Linked DNA regions of Mus musculus: regions 1, 2, 3 and 5 are each linked to region 4. Evidence: chromatin contacts called from public ChIA-PET and promoter capture Hi-C data. All regions are on one chromosome and are shown on one strand. Each heading gives the region's core, a stretch centred on a gene start, on an enhancer-like site or on the middle of the called end of the contact. The rest is flanking DNA. Distances are from core to core; before and after follow the strand shown. Region 1 holds the start of Mark3 (MAP/microtubule affinity regulating kinase 3). Region 2 holds the start of Exoc3l4 (exocyst complex component 3-like 4). Region 3 holds the start of Tnfaip2 (tumor necrosis factor, alpha-induced protein 2). Region 4 holds the start of Hsp90aa1 (heat shock protein 90, alpha (cytosolic), class A member 1). Region 5 holds the start of Amn (amnionless).

The links. Promoter capture Hi-C pulls out the DNA fragments that hold promoters and counts their contacts. ChIA-PET counts read pairs in DNA pulled down with a chosen protein or histone mark.
Region 1: an RNA polymerase II ChIA-PET map of effector CD8 T cells shows a contact between it and region 4, with 18 read pairs. The contact joins the promoter of Mark3 here to the promoter of Hsp90aa1 in region 4. A contact is called at or near these places in 3 of 39 promoter capture datasets (cranial neural crest, liver and pre-B cells) and 2 of 115 datasets of contacts at active chromatin or transcription factors (effector CD8 T cells and pancreatic cancer cells).
Region 2: a contact with region 4 is called in a promoter capture Hi-C map of liver, with 5 times the contacts expected there. The contact joins the promoter of Exoc3l4 here to the promoter of Hsp90aa1 in region 4. A contact is called at or near these places in 3 of 39 promoter capture datasets (hippocampal neurons and liver) and 1 of 115 datasets of contacts at active chromatin or transcription factors (pancreatic cancer cells).
Region 3: a promoter capture Hi-C map of liver shows a contact between it and region 4, with 5 times the contacts expected there. The contact joins the promoter of Tnfaip2 here to the promoter of Hsp90aa1 in region 4. A contact is called at or near these places in 2 of 39 promoter capture datasets (both in liver) and 1 of 115 datasets of contacts at active chromatin or transcription factors (pancreatic cancer cells).
Region 5: a promoter capture Hi-C map of liver shows a contact between it and region 4, with 4 times the contacts expected there. The contact joins the promoter of Amn here to the promoter of Hsp90aa1 in region 4. A contact is called at or near these places in 4 of 39 promoter capture datasets (hippocampal neurons, liver and pre-B cells).

What each region holds. Positions count from the first base shown.
Region 1 is chr12:111,573,052-111,575,874 of GRCm38.p6, reverse strand. Mark3 (MAP/microtubule affinity regulating kinase 3) reads right to left here and starts at 1,354. Exons shown (of 18, transcript NM_001370744.1): 1 at 774-1,354. The coding sequence starts at 824. It overlaps 2810029C07Rik (RIKEN cDNA 2810029C07 gene), which reads left to right and starts at 1,473. Exons shown (of 2, transcript NR_045295.1): 1 at 1,473-2,002; 2 at 2,135-2,823.
Region 2 is chr12:111,416,111-111,418,958 of GRCm38.p6, reverse strand. Exoc3l4 (exocyst complex component 3-like 4) reads right to left here and starts at 1,529. Exons shown (of 14, transcript NM_001289487.1): 1 at 1,205-1,529; 2 at 95-199.
Region 3 is chr12:111,441,148-111,443,937 of GRCm38.p6, reverse strand. Tnfaip2 (tumor necrosis factor, alpha-induced protein 2) reads right to left here and starts at 1,277. Exons shown (of 12, transcript NM_009396.2): 1 at 1,255-1,277.
Region 4 is chr12:110,695,130-110,697,829 of GRCm38.p6, reverse strand. Hsp90aa1 (heat shock protein 90, alpha (cytosolic), class A member 1) reads left to right here and starts at 1,435. Exons shown (of 11, transcript NM_010480.5): 1 at 1,435-1,578; 2 at 2,150-2,311; 3 at 2,412-2,700. The coding sequence starts at 2,150.
Region 5 is chr12:111,269,703-111,272,402 of GRCm38.p6, reverse strand. It overlaps Amn (amnionless), which reads right to left and starts at 1,307. Exons shown (of 12, transcript NM_033603.3): 1 at 1,239-1,307; 2 at 588-706; 3 at 461-505. The coding sequence starts at 1,281. It overlaps Gm51960 (a long non-coding RNA gene), which reads left to right. Exons shown (of 3, transcript XR_003950150.1): 2 at 378-583; 3 at 1,188-2,700.

The sequences.
Region 1 (2,823 bases), core at 105-2,604, 880 kb before region 4:
TGGAACACTTTGGAATCCGATGCGGAAGAAGAGTTCAAAAAACACTTGGGCAGGTCAAACATTTCTTCAGTAGAACTTCTACTACACGTTTGTCACTCCCTAGCAATGCTGCTCCAGGCTGTGGTTTGGTTTGGTTCTGCAGGTCCTTTCCAACAAAATCCTTTTACATAGATTTGCTGGGTGTGCACACTGGACCGGGCCTGAGAGCTACTCCAAGCCAACCTTTTGCAGCGGAAGGAAAAGGCAACCCAGTGGGTGTCCCTCGGCCGGGCAGCAGAACAGAGCAGAGCTTCACATCTGCTTCTCAAAACACTCAGCCCGCTGCTTCCGAACAGATTTAGCTTTGCCAAGGACGGGAAGCTACTCCTTGATAAAGGCAGCGGCTCTGGAGCAGAGAACTACTCTTGTGAGTGCGGGAACTACGGGGGCCCACAAGGATCTCTCCACGGGGCACTTAGTTTTGGCAGTTGTCATTAAACTTAGTCCCCTTTTAAAGGGCGCTCCGCTCGACCCGATTGGATCCTATTAATCTGCACCTAGGTCTGACTGGCAGGCTCAGACCCTGCCCGACGTTAAGAGGAGAGTTGTGTTCAACCGCGCACTGGCCGCAGCAGCGCACGGACGGGTAATGCTCAGCCGACCGTAAGGACAGCGCGCAGGCCGCACGCGCGCCGCAGGACAGGGCTGCGCCTTGACCCCTGCCTGGAGCATCTGGGCTGGATCCCCCTGCTACCACCCTGAGGGTCTGCCACCCTGCAGCGCAGTCCACTCACGTTTTCAGTGTCTCGTTCATTCACCGTTGGCAAAGGGGTCCTAGTGGACATCTTATTGCGCTTTGATTCCGCACAACGCCAAGGCGAAAACAAAACCGCCCAGCTTTGGGCGGCCGGCGAGCAGCGGCCGCGAGCCTCCGGGCCCTGCCCTCCCTGGCCGGAGTCTAGATCTCCGGCCTGGCCCGGGCCGTGCGCCCGCGGGCCCCGGGGCTCATTCTCCCCCAGCGCCGGCGGCCGCACTGGAAGCGGGCCGGCTGGCCGCCGCCGCAAGCCTCAGGGCACCTCACGGGCCTCGCGGGCCCCGCGCCTCCTCGCCGCTCGCAGCCGCAGCGCCGCGGAGCTCAGCCCCGGGGGCTCGACACGGCGCGGCCGGCAGCCCCTGAAGAGGCAGCAGCGCAGGAGGATGGAGCGGAGATGGAGCGCAAGACAGGCCGCCGCGGCCTGCAGGCGCCGACCATGGAGGGAGCCGCGGAGGAGGCGCCCACGCCCGGCTGCTTTCCCTTCTCCGGCTCGCTTTCCGCCCGGCCTCGCCCTGCCGGCTGCCACCGCCGCTCCCGGCACCTCAGGAGCCTTACAGACTCAAGATGGCCGCGCCTCGGCTTCCTCCGCTGCCTCCGGCTGCCGGAAGTGACGCTACGGCCGCCTGGAGTTCCGCCAATCAGCGCGGTCGGAGCTAGCTGCCGGCTGCTGTTGCTAGGGGCGACTCGTCCTGTTGGGTCTGAGGGGGTGGTGCCGTCGGAAAGGTCTTGCTTGGTCTCCTCTCTAGCGGGCGGAGAGTTCCAATGGTCCAGATTGCCTGGGCATCCCTGACCCCTCCGGACCACTTCCCTAGAGGGCATCCTGTGCCCGACTGCTGGGCTGGCATTTGCAGAGTACAGATCTAGGCTGTCTGGATTATACTACACATGAAGAGCCTACTGTTTGCAAAAATTGACTTTTCTTTCCCGCGGCCACGCTGCAAAGGATGGAGCTCCAGCAGCGAAGCAGCAGTCACTGGTCTAGCTGAAGAGGAAGGAGCCAGGCTCCTGCTTCGTAACCGAGGCATCTAGCATCCAGCCAAAGAACTTTTTTGCCTCTGACTAAGGAGCCACTGGTTATCGGAGCCGGCTCAATTGAATACCCATTCGGATGAAAGAGTGAAGTATAAAATAACAAGGTAGCACAAAAAGCTGGGAAGAGGGACTCGATGAGATCACGTAGACGCCCCCAGGATCAGATCCTAAATGCCGGTAGGGGCTTATATAATCAATATTTCTCTGTCTCTTCCTCTCCCTTTCGTTCTCTCACTCCCTCTATCCCTCACTTTTCCCCTCTGTCCCTTTCTCCTTCCTCCTCTCTCGCCTCTCCCTCTCTTACTTCAGTCTTCTGAAGAGCGATATTGCTACAGGCTTGGACCAGGGAGTGACCTGCAGGTGGAACTCTGAATATGCTGCCTCTTCTAGAAGGCCTGCTCAGCGTGTCACCTCTTTATGTCTTCTAAGGAGAGAATCCATTGGTAGAGGAGGGAGGGCTATGTGAGCCGGGGTAAGACAAACTGTTACTAATAGTCCACCTTGTGCCGGTTATTCATTAAGCCTCAGTGTAGCCGCATAAGATGCTCAGGCACAGCACGTGACCTAAAGTCTGGGTAAGTTGGTTACTTTACCCAGGCCATCGGTGGTGTTGGTTATAGAAGGATCTGAACCCCATTCCTACAGCTTTAGAAATGGCTAAACTTGTGAGTGACTAAACTTTGCTTTCTTTCCTTCTTATGTTTTGTTTGCTTGCTTTGGTTCTGCCCCCCCAACACCCCGATATCCTGGTGTATCCTGCTTTGTGAAACAACAGATCTTCAAACACCAGCATCACATCCAGAGAGGCCAGAGGGTCCCAAGACAAAACAAGCCGGGGCCAAGACGCACTCAGAGCTCCTATCTCACCCTCTTAGGGGTGTGCTCGGGGCACCAGATGGGTTATTAAATGTTATTCTCTTTCTCCCTTTTTGGTTAAGCAGAGGACTGCAGAGGAAAGCCTCTGAATCAAATGTTTGCTCCACACAGTTCAACTGAAA
Region 2 (2,848 bases), core at 280-2,779, 720 kb before region 4:
CCTTGTTTCTACTTTTTTCTAGACCTTCCCTCTTGCACCAACTCCCACTCTCTGTTTCTCTCTGGGACGAACGACATCCTTCCTCCCCACCTACCGTAGGACCAGGCTATCCCCTGTCCTTCAAAGCCCCAGGGGCAACCACTGCCAGCAGGTTGTGGCGTCCGTGCCTTGAAACCTTCCCTGCAAGCTGAGTCCTTTCCTGAAAATATGGAACAGGGCAAGAAAATATGGTTTCAATCCGCCTCAGTGCTCGCCTTCGAGATCTAGTGAAATCAACAAGCTAGGAAAATCAGTAAGAGCTGCAAATGTCAGAAGCAAGCAGTTCCGAAAAATCCTAAGCGCGGTTATTATGGGAATAACAAGAGTTTAGTAAATTCCATGTGTTGATTTTGCAAACACGATCAGTAGCTGTTCTATGTGCCAGCCAGGCCTATTTTAAAAAAGACACAGGCTCCCTTCACAGTTGCCAAAATAAAAACATCCCTGGTAGCCACCCCCCACTGAAGGACAGACTTTCACTGAAGGACAGACTTCTTAAGTAGGCACACAAGGCTTTTCCTCGGGTTTGTCTTGCTTTTCTCTGTTGCCCCTCTGCGTCCCAGGACTCATTCCCTGTCCAAGCCTTTCTGGGAGTTGCCCCTCATCTTCCAGCTGCTGAGAGCTTCCTTGGGGCTCTTCCTCTGAGAAGCTCACCCTTTTCTGGGTCTAGCTCCAGCCCTAGATAGTAGTTATATGATCTGAGATCTTTCTGCCACTTGGCCAGGAGCCTCCAGGGAGCAAGGAATGAGCCTGGCTCAGACCCATGATGGGGCCAATAAATAAATGTCAGGTACCCAAGGAATGGTGTGGCCCTGCCATGATTGTGAACCTGTGGTACCTCTTTCAGATCTTCGTGCTAGCTAGCTCCAGTGCCTCGCCGTGTGTGTGATTGTCTTGTAATATGTGTGTGCGTCTTCCGTGTCTGTGTCTGTAGGCCTCATGGATGTCTCTGCTCTCTGCAAGTGTGTGTGGCTGTTTATGTGTTCGGATGTGCGTATATCTCCTGTGGCTGAGTTGGTATTCTAGTTCAGCCGTCCTGGGCTTGGAGCCCAGACCCTTGACAACAAAGCCAACTAACACAGCCAGAGTAGTCTCAGCCTCTTGGGTCCCCACCCACGGCCCCAAACACCCTCACATCCTCCTGCCCCACCTGGCTGGGTCTTACCTGATAGGCACGCAGACAACTGCACCCAGGCAGCAGAGGTCCTAAGCAAGCCAGCCAAGCAGGATCCTGAGACCAGGTCCAGGAGAGAGATGGCTGCCAGCACAGCCCAACTGGTGGACCAACAGCTGGGACTTCCCAGCCACAGGACCGCCCTGACCCACTCTCTACTCGGACCCCATACTTTCGCTTTCAGAAAAGTTCCACCCCTTTCATTCCAGAGACAACCACTCTAACCTTTGATCAGCCACAGTCCCGGAGCTTGCCTGAGCCTGATCGGAGCTTGACAGGGAGAGACTGGGGAGGGGAGGCTAGGGAGGGCCCTAAGGGAAGCTGGGGAGGTGGAGATTAGTGGAGGAGAGGTTAGGGAGGTGGGGCTAGGGGAGGAGGATGCAGCAGCGGGGGCTGGGGACCACCGAGGATTGTCAGATCCTGACCACTGCCAGAGGTAAGATAAATGGGAGGTTTTTACCCCCTAGTGCTCAAGCCCAGAAAGTCTCCTCTCTCCAGCCAAGGGCTGCAGCTCCAGGCCAGTCTAGGACGTTCACTCCAGTGCCCCCTATGCTTGCCCGAGCTGAGAAGCAGAGAGCAGAGACCTGTTAGGGAAGTTTTCTGTAATGCCTGGGGCACCAGGTGTGAGCCATACACTGCTCCGGAGTGCTGGTGGGAGAGGACCGAGGGACCGCAGGGGCTCACACTCAGGAATGACAGGCAGCCTTCTAGGCAGAAGCAGCGCAGCATGAACAGCGTGGAGGAGGGGCTGTTGTGAATGGCTTCGGAACTCAGGCCTTCTGCTTTCACAAAGACTCAGACAGGAAGCTTTTCTCGGAGAGGGCCATGGAGATTTCAGAAGAGGCACGTCCCCTGATTTCAGGGGGATTCCACAGTCAGCGTCTTAAGAAAAAAAACTTGGAGGAAATCCAAGGACACATTCATGACTGACCTGCTCTGTACCTGGGTACAGTATGGATGCTCTGGTTACAGTACTCAGTACTGAGTACTCAGTACTGGGCTGTGAGAACACAGCGCCACACAGGCTATACTCTCCCGGTTTGGGGGACCTGAGGGCTAAGGTCTTGACTCTTCTGAGGCTACCTCTTTTTTCCTCTTCCTCCTCCTTTCCTTCGTCTTCCTCCTCCTCCCCCTCTTCTACTTCTTCTGGAGACAGGGTCCCACTATGTATTCTTCTATGTCCTGTGGCTCACTATGTAGACCAGGCTGGCTCTGTAAGCACAGAAATTGGATTAAAGGCATGTGCCATCGTGCCTGGTGCTCTCTCTCTTTATGTGTTCTTTCCTCTGTATGTGTCTGTCCAGTTTTCTCTTCTTTATAGCATGTGGAGTGTGGTGGTTTGTATGTGCTCCATCCAGGGAGTGGGACTATTTGGAAGTGTGGCCCTGTTGGAGTAGGTGTGTCACTGTGGGTGTGGACTTTAAGACCATCATCCTAGCTGCCTGGAAGTCAGTGTTCTGCTAGCAGCCTTCAGATGAAGATGTAGAACTCTCAGCTCCTCCTGCACCATGCCTGCCTGGATGCTGCCATGTTCCTATCTTGATGATAATGGACTGAATCTCTGAACCTGTAAGCCAGCCCCAATGAAATGTTGTCCTTATAAGAGTTGCCTTGGTCATGGTATCTGCTCACAGC
Region 3 (2,790 bases), core at 28-2,527, 750 kb before region 4:
CTTCAAGGATAAAAACCCCAAGCTGTAGCTTCATTTCTTCAAAATGACCTGGCGTGATCCAGGAACAGCTCCCGGTAAGGCAAGTGGGAAGACCCACCATCACGAAGGAGAACCCCGGAAACTGCGGAGGGGAGGTGCTTGCCCAAACACAACACACTTTAAGGGCCCTTTCCCACACCATCTCCGCCTCCACCAGCTCAACTGCCCAGGTTCGGGATAGATTCCTGAGGGGCTTATCTCATAACTGGGGCATGGGTAAAGCACCCTGATTGGACAGAAAGCCTGGGCTCCTCTACCCCAGCTCTTATCATCCTCACCAGGTGCCCTGAGCAGAGAGAGCCCTCTCTCTCGTTAACCTCATGAGGCCTGAGATAGGGCCAGGCAGTTTTTAAAGCCTGTGCCAACCTATCCCACTCGCATGGCAAACACCCATAAGGGCTGGCCTGGCTGATGGAGCTGCTGACCTGAATGTCTGGCCCCAGTTGCCCTTCAGTGTCAGAGGCTATTGGTATAAAAGGGAGGAGCATCTGCGGGCTCAGCTACACTTCTCACCAGGATTAGGGCTAAACAACATTCTTCCTCAGTATGTCTCGGTTTTCCCGTTTGTAAAATGAGAACGAGCCCTCCCCTCACTCCTTTCTCAGTGCTGCTCAGAGGATGTGGCAAAATCAGAAGCCTGGCACTGGGTGGGCCTTAGAAAGCAAGTTCCCCTGTATCCCTGACTGCAGAGGGGAAAGGCAGCAGGAGTAATGAGATGCTGTTTAAAGCATCACCAAGCCGGGCCCGCAGAGGCACGAAGGGGTCTCAGAGACACATGGGAGGGCTGCATCTGGTGGCTGGATGGTGTCACCTCCCTCAATTCTAGACACCACAGAGAACCTCACTGATCTTGCAACTAACTTACTGACTCTTGCCCCACAAGAGATCATCCGGACAGGGAGTCCCGCGGGTGCTGGGACCTTCCTTTTGTAAACCCGAGACTCCCTCACTTTTGTCCCAGTCCCTACAACACTTAAGAAACTTTCGCTGCGCGCGGGGATTCCGGACCCTGGTGTGAGGGGCTCAGAGTAACGCCTGTAAGTCCCTAGCAGTGCGTATGCTGGAGGTCAAGGGACCTCGAAATATCCCGCCCGCGTCCCCTTGGCCACTCAGGGCCATTCCCCCGGCGAATCCTGTCCGACACTCTGTGTCAGGACTGGAAGGGAAGCTACGTAGAGCGGCAGGGACAGAGGCACAGCGGCAGAGGTCACTTACTGTGTCCAGGACAGGACGCCTTAGTCCCGACCCTGGAGGGGCCCTCCTAAAATAGTCGCAGGCTCCGCCCAGACTCTGCCTGCTCCACCAACCGCAACCGCGGAAAATCCGCTGGCGGACGCCTCGGCCCGGCGAGTCCAGTGTTGGGGGCGGGGCCGGGCCGGTAGAGAGAGGGGCGGGGTCACTTTGCTGTTCCCAATAGCCTGGAAAGAGTGGTCTTGATGTGCGTGCACAGGGAGCCACGAGTTCCGCTTAGCGGAGAGCTGTTGTCGCACCACGGTCTCTGATTGGCTACCTAGCAGGGGCGCACGCACAAAGCCTCTGTCCCGCGTCACACAGTCAGCACCTACTTAGGTCTGGGGAGTGCCCTCTTCCATCTCAACGCCTCTGCCAAGTGTTGTTACCGCTCTGAGCACCCCTGTGTCCTTGAAAGTCTGGAAGGAAAGCTTCCCGGAGGAGGTGTCCTAAGGCAGCTGGGCACACGACTGGTAGTGGGACCTCTCAAAACCTCTCATCACCAAGCCTTGAGTGATGGGGCCCATCTTCATCATTATCCTGAGGTTACACAGAAATGACAGACAGCCCTCACCTGAGCCTCCTTCTCCAGGGCTCCCAGTGACAAGATTTTCCAGGATGGGGCTGGGGGTGATCCTCAGCACTCCCTTCTGCGGGCCTTTTCTCGGGGGTCTTTTCTCGGGGGTCTTCCCACCTTGGGGAAGGTGGGGTTGTAGGCTAGTGTAGAAAGGGGAATTTCTGCCCTCTGGAAGATGGGCTCACTCAGGAATTTCCCTGCTAGACACCAGCTTCTTTTTTGCCTCTACTTGGAGCTCGGCTCCTCCCCATCTTTTGTTTGGGCCCTCTCTTCTTTCCCTGCCTGTCTAAGCACAGAGCTTTGAGGAAAGAGGGAAGGGCAGCTGAGTGGGTGGGTTATGTTAAGGGGTTGTCCCTGGAAACCCAGAACTTCCTCTTCCTCCTGGGGAGCAGTGGCCAAGTGCCAGGTTTAAGAAGACTCTCCTCCATCCTATACCATGGTAGGTTGTAGGAGGCAAGAACAGAAGGCTGCCGGGCGGGAGTGGTGCACACATTCAATCTCAGCACTTGGGAGGCAGAGCAGACAGATCTCTGAGTTTGAGGCCATCCTGGTCTACAGAGCAAGTTCCAGGTAGCCAGGGCTACGCAATGAGAGCCTGTCTCAAAACTCAAACCGCACGCTTCCTCTTCTCCCTGAGGTCCTAATGGGTGATATTTCTATTGAGCCTCCAGGGTCCAAGCTGGGTGTTGCCTCTGCTCCACAAGGGAAGACAAAGACCCTAGGACTGTACCCACAATCCCATCCAAATATAGAAAGAGGATGAGAACCCAGGCCTTCTACTTCCAGCCTTCTACCTCCTAGCGGCCTCTCGACACATCGTATGACCTCCCCAGAGTATCCAGCCTCCGCTCTATTGATCCAGCTCCAGATTTCAAACAGATAAGGAAATGGTTGGGAAACTCCACAGGTAGGATTGAGGGACAGAGGAGTCAGGCTTTCAAGAA
Region 4 (2,700 bases), core at 186-2,685:
CACCACTGCCTGGCTTCCTCTTTCCCGGCTTCTTTTCTTTCTAAGCTTTTATTTATTATTTTATGTGTATTGGTGTTTTGCCTACATGTATGTTTGTGTGAAGGTGTCAGATATTGGAGTTATGGACAGCTGTGAGCTGCCTTGTGGGTGTTGGGAATTGAACCTGGGTCCTCTGGAAGACCAGTCCATGCTTTTAACCACTGAGCTATCTCTCCAGCCCTTTTCTTTCTAATCTTAGTAATCGTTTTGTCAGCAGGAAAAGATGCGGAAATAGGAAATACAGGGTGGGAGTAACCCAAAGGAAAGGTATGGGGAGTGAAACCGAAGCCTATATTAAAGATAAACAAACAAGGAAACTATCTTTTGGGTCACGTTAATCGCCCAAAGTAACTTCGTATGTACACCATATGAAGGTGCTTCAAAAATCAGGATAGAGTGTTTTATATGACCATTTTTTGACTGCGTGTGCCTGTGCACCATGTGTGTTCCTGGTGCCCGTGGAGGCCAGAGAGGATAGTTTATTTCCAAGAACTGTAGTAACTGGTGGTTGTGAGCTGCCTTAACGTGCGTGTTTGGCACCACTAACTGCTCCCAGCCATCTCTCTAGTCCTTTACACTTATTTTCACACTGTGCGAGTGTGTGTGTGTATGGGCACGTGGGAGACACAGCGCTGAAGGCTAGCTTTTTTTCCCACGCTCTGGGTGGCAGATATCAAACCCAAGCACCTTTACTGGAAGAGCCATCTTTCCAGCCCCAAAATTACAGTAAATTAAGGTAGCACAAATTTGATACAAAATCCCTCACAACGCCCAATTTGAGGGTCATAGCTTTTGGTCAAAGAGAAATCCCCAAGCACTCTGGACGGATTTGTAAGACCCACCGTGTAAGGTCTCTCAGTAAGCCCACTGTAAGGCTTCAGAACACACTCCAGCGGGGTCAGCCCTGAAATTCAGACTACGCAACCAGAACCCCAGTCCGGGAGGCGCCCCACCCATCAAGGTGGAAGCCAGGGGGGGGGCGGGACTCGCCTCCTGCGGGGTCCGCGTTCCCAAAGGGAGCCCGAAGGGGGACCTTTTGCCTGCAAGGACCTAAAGCGCCGCAGAGGACCGCGAGGTTCACACAACACGCGCGCGTTCCCATGGGGACGTCCCTTTTACAGAGCGCCGGGGAAAAGAAGCCTTAGACCACAGGGCTCACATGGAGGCTTCAGGCGCATGCGCTGGCCGGCCCGTCCGCGCGCGCGCGTGCGGCCCGGGAAGGCGCCCGGCCCGCCGAGCGTTCCGGACTGCGCATGTGCAGAGCACCTGGCTGTGGAGGAGGGGCTTGCGTTCGTTCTCCGCGCGGGTTCGGCGCGCTCCAGGTGGAGGGGCGGGGCCCGTCCATTGCGCAGGCGCGGGCGCGCGGCCGAGGCGACGGTTGGGGAGGGTTCTTCCGGAAGGTTCCGGAGGCTTCTGGAAAGAAGCGCCGCGCGCTGGGCGGGCCCGCCTCTATATAAGGCCGGCGCAGGGGGCGGCGCGCCAGTTGCTTCAGTGTCCTGGTGCGGAGCGTCACGTCTCGTGCGTGTTCATTCAGCCACGGTGAGTGATGGCGCAGGCGGACTTAGCGGGGGCTTGGGGAGCAGGGCCGTAGGTTGCTGGCGCCGCGGCGGCAGCGGGGCCACCATCCGAGTTCCCTCAGCCCGCGGAGGTGGGCGGCCATGGCTTCCGACCCTAGGCCCCAGGCGGGCCTCATATCTACGCCCCAGGCCGGGGATGCGGCAATGGCCGCCGAGGAGGAGCGGTGGCGGCGGCGAGGCGGGCGCGGGGCGAGCGAAGCGAGGGTTGGGCTGTCGCCGGTGCCGCCGAGGCGCGGGCGGGCGAGGGAGGCGCCATAGCGGCGGGTTGGGGGAGGGTGGCCGTTAGGAACGGCGTGCGTGGAGCCGCCCGGGTCCGAACGTCCTCCCGGAGGCGCGCACATGCGCTTCGTAATTACCGCATTCTGAAATGAGGTCATCCCTTTGTCATCCACCCCCCGCCCCGTCGCCCTTTTCTATTTCGTCCCTTTCTTAGTCCAAAATAGAGTCGGTAAGAGACCTCTATAGAGGAGGGGCGGTCGTTAGCACGCCTGCAGCCATTCTGTGAGGCTTTAGAGTCGTCCTCTGTGTTCCAGATGCCTGAGGAAACCCAGACCCAAGACCAACCAATGGAGGAGGAGGAGGTCGAGACCTTTGCCTTTCAGGCAGAAATTGCCCAGTTAATGTCCTTGATCATCAATACCTTCTACTCGAACAAAGAGATCTTTCTGAGGGAGCTCATCTCCAATTCATCGGACGTGAGTATACCACTTGGAGGATTGGACGTTGCTTTCCCTGAAAATTTCACCTTGGGGTTTGCGCTTGACGGTTTTTTCATTTTTAATCTTTTCTTAATAGGCTCTGGATAAAATCCGTTACGAGAGCCTGACGGACCCCAGTAAACTGGACTCGGGGAAGGAGCTGCACATCAATCTCATTCCCAGCAAACAGGACCGAACCCTGACCATTGTGGATACCGGGATTGGAATGACCAAGGCCGACTTGATCAATAACCTTGGCACCATTGCCAAGTCGGGCACCAAAGCCTTCATGGAGGCTTTGCAGGCTGGTGCAGATATCTCTATGATTGGCCAGTTTGGTGTTGGTTTTTACTCTGCCTATTTGGTTGCTGAGAAAGTGACTGTCA
Region 5 (2,700 bases), core at 58-2,557, 570 kb before region 4:
GAGTGAGTTTCAGGACAGCCAGAGCTACACAGAGAAACACAGTCTAGAAAAACCAAAAGAAAAGGAATTAAGGAAGAAAGGAAGAGAGAGAGAGAGTTCATTCTTAGCTCCAACCACAGGGTCTGAACTAGGGTCTCGGGACCATCAGCCTTTATTTATAAAGCACATAGCCTTAGCATGAGGGGAGGCAGGGGCTGTTTAACCTCTTGCTCCTCACCCTCCGGCTAGCTGGGCCACTGGTAGCTTGTTAACATGGCCTCCAGGAAGGGAAGGGCAGGCACGTTTCCCAGAGCCCACCCTGCACTTAGATACTGTGGGGGAGGGGACAGTGGAGCTGGACTGGGAGACCCCACGTACTCTCTGATGTCCTTTCCCAGAGATTGTCTCTACCCAGAGGCTCCATGGCGGCGCACGACCCAGGGCCAGCCATGCCCGCTGAGGCCACAGCCCCGAGCCTTACCATATCCGAGATGGCGTGACTGTCTCGTACCAGGACCGACACCATCTGCAGCAAGAGGTGGCGTTAGGCGCGAGGCTGACCGACCTCCCCACCTCCAGTTCATCCCCTCAACCCCCCACCAAGGTACCTTGTCCGCCGGGAACTGAACCGCATCTCCCGCGCACGGGGTCCGGTTCTGGTTCCAGTTGGAGGCAGTATCGAAGGAGGTATTGGGGACCCAAAGTTTGTAGGCGGCCCGAGTCATTGCTAAAGAAAGGAAGGCTGAGTGTCGCCTTCTGGGAAGGCGACTTTCCAAAGAGGCGCGGCAGAGGTGCACACAGCGCAAGGCGGTCAGGCCCCACCGCGGCGTTCTCAGGCGCACTCTTAGCTGATCTACAGAACCCGCGCAAACATGCCCTTCTCCTCCCTCGGAACGTCGTCTCTATTCACAGCACTCTGACTGCCCGGGGGGGGGGGGGTCGGAGGGGAATCGGCCCTTAGGAAAGAGCTCTGGCGGGAAGCTCACTGGGGCAGAGAGGGGTCCCAGAGCCCGGAGTTGGCGACCCTGTCCCGATTGTGCACAGAGGAGGCGCCAGGGGCTGGGAGGTCCACGGGAATAGGCTGCGGTTTCTCCACTTCCTGGGCTTTGGAAACTTTACCAACCCACGCCAGAGGACCGGGAAATTGAGGCAGGCTGCCAACGCCACCTCCATATCCCAACCTCTCCTGCGATCGCGACCCTTCCTAGAGAAACCTCAGCCTCAATCAAGGTCCAGACCCAGGGGGACACGGGGCCTACCACAGAGCTGCAGCCACAGCAGGACCCGGCCCAGAGCACCCATCTCTCCGCCGAGGCTCTCACAGATGCGGACTTCGCTCCGAGGGCCCCACGTGACCGGGCGGGGCTGAGGGACAGGGGGCGCCCAGATGTTACACATTTACCTTGGGATCGCCCAGCTGTCTCCTGAGGGCCCTTGGAGGAATCTTCTCAGCGGCTTTAGCATCTGCCCTTTAGGACCCAGGACCCTGGGTACCCAATAAGAGGGTGTCGTCCTGACTTTCCCGGTGACACGGTGTGGAGGTGGCCAAGAACCCTGGAACTCAGCCATCTTTGCCCATCTTCTCCAGGCCTGAAGTCTTAGCCTGGGTGTGTGCTCTGCAGGGATTGTGTGGGTTGCAGAACAGACCGGAAGGGATGTCAAAGGCGCGTGAAGGTCCTGGAAGAGAACAAAGAGAGCTAAGGCAGAGAGTGACGTGCCTGGGTAGGCTGGCCATGAAGGCAGGTTAGAGGTGACAGGCAGGGTGCACGATGAATGGAGAATCACCAGTGAGAGAAATGACGGGTGGGCCAGTCACCAAACGGTGGTGGCAGTGGCTTGAGGAGGGCTTCTGTGAGTACATCATTGACAGTGGCACCTGGTGTTGGATGTTAAATTCCTGATAGCAATGGGGATGACAGTGGCTGGAGAGTGACTGGGCTAATGGTAGAGGGTGGCTCACTGATAGCTGTGGATGAGTGGGTAGGGGACAGTGGGTGGTGGCTGGGTGGGAGTGATGGCAGCTGTAGACATGACTAGGTTGTGTGTGTGGGGGGGAAGAGTGGACCGGAAGGGATGTCTGGTGGATGGCAGACTGAGGATGCTGGGAAAGTGGGGTGAAGATGCTGGTGGGGTCCATCTGCAAGGAGTGTTGGCTGAGGTAACAGGAAGGTCGAGGAGAGGTAACAGATTTTATGTGGGATGAGTGGAAACAGACAGTAGATGAGGCGGGTCCCTTGGCAGGGCCGGAAAGAGGATGGAGATCGGGCAAACGGGGTAATGAGAGGCTACCCCAGGCAAGAAGCTTCCCAGCCCAGAGGTCAACATGTCACTCGGGAGTTGTCTCTTGTCATCCAGCCCCGCCCAGTCACATGTCCCTGTGGGGCAAAAATGGATGCCTGAAGAAGATACCAGGGAGGAGTGTGGGTGAACTGTGGGCAGATGAGGTTTGGTTGGTGGGTTGCATGGTGTGACTTCACAGCCAGCTTAGCAGGTTCACCCCAGACACACCTCTGGCTGTGGCTGTGAAGGTCTCTCCAGACACTGATCGGGCCAGACCTGCACTGACTGTGGAAAGTCTTCCTCTCTGCTTCCTGAGCCATACCACAGCGCGATGTGTATGACATACCAGTATGACCAGCCGCCTCATGCCCTCCCTGCCGTCTCCTCCAACTGTAAGCCCAAACACACTTTTCTTTCCTGAGGCCACCTTTGCCAGGTGTT